Regions from separate parts of the Mus musculus genome. Here region 1 is linked to region 2. The links are chromatin contacts, called in public promoter capture Hi-C maps. All regions are on one chromosome and are shown on one strand. Each heading gives the region's core, a stretch centred on a gene start, on an enhancer-like site or on the middle of the called end of the contact. The rest is flanking DNA. Distances are from core to core; before and after follow the strand shown.

Region 1 (3,249 bases), core at 509-3,008, 370 kb after region 2:
AAGGAAAAGGAAAAGGAAAAGGAAAAGGAAAAGGAAAAGAAAAGGCTGCAAGGAGAGAGCCTGGAAGAAGGAGACTCAAGGCAGGGAAGTAAGATGAGCATTTAGAAAGGGGGAAGATGCCAGCTTTTAACCCTGGACTGTCCTTGATGGCCCTGCTGGGATCGGGGGATGTTTGCTTGCTTGCTTGCTTGCTTGTTTTATTTAACATGTATTGGTATTTTGTCTGTACATATGTCTGTGCCCTCAGAGGCCAGAAGAGGGCTTTGGACCCTCTGAGACTGGAGTTACAGATGGTTAATGGGTCACCATATGGGTGCTGGAAATTGAAACCGGATCCTCTGGAATGGTAGGCAGTGCTCTTAACCATTGACCCAGATCTCCAGCCCTGTAATACACACACACACACACACACACACATACACGATACATTATATATATATATATATATATATATATACATACATACATAAATATAGTACATGATAGATAGATAGATAGATAGATAGATAGATAGATAGATAGATAAAGAAATGTACTTCATAGTTATCCAAACAGCCTACCACTTGTCCTATACTCAGGTAGGTTATTTGTGTAACCTTGAAAAAAAAAAAAAAGCCGGGCATGGTGGCACACACCTTTAATGCCAGCACTTGGGAGGCAGAGGCAGGTGAATTTCTGAGTTCGAGGCCAGCCTGGTCTACAGAGTGAGTTCCAGGACAGCCAGGGCTATACAGAGAAACCCTGTCTCGAAAAAAAAAAAAAACAAAAAAGAAAAAAGTCACTTAAACATTCTAGGCTTTAATGTCCTTATCTGTAAAAAGTAGGATAGTTTCCATTCATAGGGTTGTGGTCAGAGAATGTATGTTAAGGCATATTTACCCCTTAAGTAATGACAACTCCTATATTCTTCCTTCCCATCCACTAACACTACACCAAAAGGACCCTTTGTGTTGGGCATTTCCTTATGATTTCATTAAATCATTGATACAGTAGAGCAAAATGAGGGCCAGCAAGATGGCTCTGTGGTTGAAGATGCCTGCCACCACGCCTGCCCCTTGAGTTCCATCCCTGGGACCCACATGACAGGAAGAAAGAATCAACTCCCAGAAGTTGTCCCCTGAGCGACACATGCTTGCCTGTTGGCACATGCGCATGCACAAGCTGTGGCACTCACACGCACGCACACACATATAAACAAATTTAATTCCTTTTGGATATATATATATATATATATATATATATATATATATATGTAATGAGAAAAATGGTCATACACCAAGAACTTCTCAGAAGCTCCATCGGTTGAGACACAAAATAAAGTTCTCTCACGTAGGTAAGAACACTCACTACCCAGTGAAGAGGCCTATGTGGAAATCCACTGTGTCTTTGTGGTTTAGAAATATCATCACTGACACCAGAAAGTCTCCAAAGCTCTCTTCCAGAAGAGGCCTGAGCCAAGTACCCATCTCAGGAGCAGTAACAAGGACACAGCAGCAGAGAGCCCTCCCGCGGACCGCCCCTCAGCACATCCAAACATTCCGAGGCCCCATGCCGCTTCATGCCCACTTAACTCGCTGACTTCTAATTTGGATCTTAAAATATATTAGAGAAAGATTTTAATAACGAAGCGGATGTGAACATCCAGCGGATGTTCCTGCACTCCTTTTGGGCCCAGAGATTTCTGAGCGGCTTTTGCTGGTAAGAGCCTCTCTTCCTCCCCCTGGAGGAGCCAGGACACAGCGCCAGACACAGCAGGGCGGTTTAGCGCTTTTCAGTGGCTCCAGATTGTGGCGCTGGTGCAGGTCTCCTCATACGTAACGGATCACTCCTGAGAGCCTGCCCCTCGTAAATTACTTCCCACGATGCCGGCGACCACCGCAGAATTCGAGTTTGAACAGAGAAGAGAAAAGGTGTTTGAGAGGCCTGTTCACTCGGCTGCATTTTAATTTCCTTTTCAATCTTGTCCCAATTAATTTCACAGAATTAATCTCACAGAAGCAAACTCGGCGGCACTGAGGCTGTGTGGTTTTAGTGTGGCGGTCGCTCTGCCTGAACATGAAATAGGAGCTAATATAAAAATCCATCTGCTGTGTTTGAAATACACACCGGCTGCCGCTCGGTCCTGTCCGACATTCCAAGCATCAACAGCAGGGGGGAAAGTGATTTGGGGGTTAGTGACCATCAGTACCTGGCAGGGGTTCAACAACAGGTGTACTCCAAAAATCCATTCTGTCTGAGCACCATGCATGACAGGGCAGGTGCTGAATCACTCTCGGGGCGAGGACATGGTGTCCTGGCTTAGCTCCTTGTATGTGAGGGCTGCAAGGGCCCTCTGGAATCCACTCTCCGGCCTCTTAAAGGATAAGTAAGATGCCTCTGTTTGGATTAGAGAAGTCACAAGTTTCCTGTCAGGGAAGTGGCCTGACTTCCAGCCAGCAAGGTTTTCCCTTAGAAAACATTCCTTCTAAATAGCATAGGTGCTTCTGCTGTCTGAGATACCACATCACTGAATGGCCAATGGGAAACAGATCAGTTCTAGAACTGATTTATGGCAGTAACATGAGCGGCCCAGCAAATAAAAAGGAGAAACTTTGTAGGGTGTAGAGGCTCACACCTTTAATCCCTGCAGACTGAGGCAGAAGCAGGTAGATCTCTCTGTTGAGTCCAAAGCAGCCTGGTGTACATAGCAAGTTCTGAGCCGGCCAGGGACATATATTGAGACTGTCTCAAAAACCGAAAGGAAAAACACAGTTAACTGGAAACTAGAAGAGCCACATACCCCTTGCCTCCTGTGGAGGTAAACTGAGCCAGAAGGATGCATCTCTGAAGCTTGGGTTGTGTCCTTCACTGATAAGGCTCTAAGGCCTTATTTCTTTGGGAATCAGCATTGGAGCAACAAGTTGGGCATTCCTTAGGGTTGATACGTGATGGCTTAGCCAGGACAGGAAGGTCTTTTCAGGGCTCTGCAGTGCCCGTCTTTGGGCTGACATCTTAGCTGGTGGAAACAGTGTATCATGAGGCTCTTCATGTGGGTAGATGGACTTTCTATGAACTAGGATAGATTCTGTTACCTGGGATGGAACAGCTGTCTCTGGCTCCCGCTGCCTAAATGTAGCAGGCCTGGCCGGGCATACCTGGGCTGTGTTAACATAATGCCTGTTGTAAGGGGACTTAAAAAACCCAGGGGTTTCTTCCCCCTTACCTCCTTAAAGGACTACTTAAGAATATAGACCGTTCTCTTCCCTTGGG
Region 2 (2,859 bases), core at 259-2,758:
ACCCAAGAGCATCTCTTCTAATTCCAAACTGCCTGCTGCATTTCAGAGAGTGAGCAAGGCTCTTCCTGTTTTCCCTCCCTTGATCTTAACCCAAGAGAAAGGAAGAAAGAAAGAAAGAGAGAGAGAGAGAGAGAGAGTGGGAGAGAGAGAGAGAGAGAGAGAGAGAGAGAGAGAAAGGAAGGAAGAGAGAGAGAGAGAGAGATCCATTTCTAAGCCTTAGTTTAGAAGCTCTACACCAATTCTCCCATTCTCTGAGCAAACTAAACTCCCTTTATCTATTCTAGAACATGCATGGAAATTTTGGATAGTCTTTGAGACTTAACTAGCCTTGGATTTATGTATTTGAGGCTTGGAACTTAAAAAAAGAAACTTTTAGGGAAACTAAAGATAATGGAGGGGTGTCAGGGAGGAGACCAGAGAAGTGCAGAGGATCTTTACTAGTTTTGAACACTTTTGAAAAGAGAATAAAAATTCGCTTCCTTCTCACCCATCTGTAAATATCACCTGGCTCTCTTCATTGCTGCTCTCTGGAGAGATATAGGGAGTTATTTAAGTCTGAGTGAGTGAGCCAGCTACAGCTACGGATGGCTAGAGAAAGGATAAATACATCTAGAGAGATGAGTTGATGGATAGGTAGGGAGCGAATATAAATATGGAGAGAGATGGACGAACACAGAGATGAATGGAGACAGAGGGAATATAAAGAGAGGCTGAGGGAGAGAAATGGCCTCGCGAATGAGGAGAGAGCGTTTATGCAGAGAGATGGAGAGAGGCGTCCCTCATCTTCCCTCCACCTTTCCATTTCCCTTCTCCTGTTCCCTTGAAATGCCATCGTTTTCCCTCCTCTTGATTTGTCATGAATTCTTCTGGATTTTAGACCCCTGGCTCACACCCTGAGGTGTTTTTACAGTCTCCCTCTCCCTTCCTAGTCATCCTTTTGTCCCAAGATAACAGACCTAACCAGGCTGTCCTAGAACACCATCCCAAGACAAACTGGGAGAAAGAAACATGGAATGGGGGTTCTGGGATAAGTAAGGAGTCTGGCTCTCCAGTCTCTAGCCCTACAGCCTTGGGGTGGGGGTAGGCTTCTTTGAGGGGAGAAGAGAGTGAGGGGCAGCTGGGTTGAATTTGGCCAAATCTAATAATCCAAGAACCTATTGAAGGCCTTGGGGGGTTGGGAGGGGAGTAAAAGTCTTGAATATTCTTCCAACTTCTCCCCCCCCTCCCTCTGGTCCCTTCTTTCCAAAAAGTCTTTGAAGAAAGATGTTTTTGACGCTTCCATGTCGCTCTCAGATGGATGGGCTCAGAGTGATTGAAGTGTCTTTGTCATGCTAATGATTGGGGGGTGATGGATGGGCGCTGGGACTGCCAAACTCTGGCCCGCTTAGCCCATTGGCCTGGGAGAGATCACATGTGCCCCCCCACCCCCACTCCCTAGCCCCTTCCTAGGGGATCGCTGGCGGGGCCAAGCTGGCCCGGGCCATGGGCTCAAGCTTCAGCTCTGTGACATACTGCCGAAAGGTTGTAGGGCAAGAGGGTGTCTCCCCCAAACGGCCCGACCCTCCTTCGGCCTCTACATGGACTATAATAGGATGAGTTCCTTTTTAGAGTACCCACTTTGTAACCGGGGACCCAGCGCCTACAGCGCCCCAACCTCTTTTCCCCCCTGCTCAGCTCCGGCCGTTGACAGCTACGCAGGGGAGAGCCGCTATGGTGGAGGGCTGCCTAGCTCAGCGCTCCAACAAAACTCGGGGTATCCTGTCCAGCAGCCGCCGTCATCCCTGGGGGTGTCCTTTCCCAGCCCCGCTCCCTCGGGGTACGCCCCAGCCGCCTGCAACCCCAGCTATGGGCCTTCTCAGTATTATTCTGTGGGTCAGTCGGAAGGAGATGGAAGCTATTTTCATCCGTCGAGCTACGGAGCCCAGCTAGGGGGGTTGCCCGACAGCTATGGAGCGGGTGGAGTCGGCTCAGGGCCATATCCTCCGCCGCAGCCCCCATACGGAACTGAGCAGACCGCAACCTTTGCATCAGCCTACGACCTCCTCTCTGAGGACAAGGAATCGCCTTGCTCGTCAGAACCCAGCACTCTCACTCCCCGGACCTTCGACTGGATGAAGGTCAAGAGAAACCCACCTAAGACAGGTAGGGCTCAGAGGAGCCACTTCCTCTCCTTGGCTCGGGCATACACAGAGGGGCCTGAGCCAGGGCTTCATTCATTCCTTCAGCTGCTTTTACTGGCAGGTAAGTACTTTCCGGGTTCAAGTCAGCAGATATTTTCCCACGGGCTAAGTTCGGGGCTACCTCCTCCCGAAGGAGGTCTCCGCAGTCTTGTCTGTGCGCCCAGTTTGGAACCAGTATTTCACGTTTCTTGTCTGAAGGTGAGTATGGGCGGAAGGCTGGTTCTAGATTTTGTAATTACTAATGGAGGGGGTGTGTGATGCCACATAGGATCTGCATTGGGTAGATGATGAATGAGGACCAAGCCTGAACTAGGAGGAGTGGACGGGAGGGAGAAAGAGGTGAGAGAACTGACGTGGCTTTTCTCCCTGCCCCGCCCCTAGCGAAGGTGTCCGAGCTGGGACTGGGCGCTCCCGGCGGTCTCCGCACAAACTTCACCACGCGCCAGCTGACGGAGCTGGAGAAGGAATTTCATTTCAACAAATACCTGAGCCGTGCCCGGAGGGTGGAGATCGCCGCCACCCTGGAGCTCAATGAAACGCAGGTGAAGATCTGGTTCCAGAACCGGCGCATGAAGCAGAAGAAACGCGAGCGAGAGGGGGGCAGGATGCCTGCAGGCCCCCCAGGTTGCCCAAAGGAAGCCGCTGGAGATGCCTCTGACCAGTCCGCGTGCACCTCCCC

Evidence for each region. Promoter capture Hi-C pulls out the DNA fragments that hold promoters and counts their contacts.
Region 1: a contact with region 2 is called in a promoter capture Hi-C map of embryonic stem cells, with 4 times the contacts expected there. The contact joins the enhancer-like site here to the promoter of Hoxb1 in region 2. A contact is called at or near these places in 17 of 39 promoter capture datasets (the 3T3-L1 cell line, the C10 cell line, the HPC-7 cell line and 9 more), 3 of 484 Hi-C or Micro-C datasets (the G1E-ER4 cell line and embryonic stem cells) and 10 of 115 datasets of contacts at active chromatin or transcription factors (astrocytes, differentiating embryonic stem cells, embryonic basal ganglia and 7 more).

Annotation. Positions count from the first base shown.
Region 1 is chr11:96,734,358-96,737,606 of GRCm38.p6, forward strand. The region is part of intron 10 of Skap1 (src family associated phosphoprotein 1); the gene reads left to right. Among named protein-coding and RNA genes, the nearest start is that of Snx11, 42 kb to the right of the region's middle. Within about 2 kb of position 1,759, at least 24 of the 459 cell types and tissues checked have an H3K27ac peak or open chromatin away from gene starts, as enhancers often do. A contact at or near this core is called in hippocampal neurons, where this site is marked.
Region 2 is chr11:96,364,250-96,367,108 of GRCm38.p6, forward strand. Hoxb1 (homeobox B1) reads left to right here and starts at 1,509. Exons shown (of 2, transcript NM_008266.5): 1 at 1,509-2,142; 2 at 2,562-2,859. The coding sequence starts at 1,578.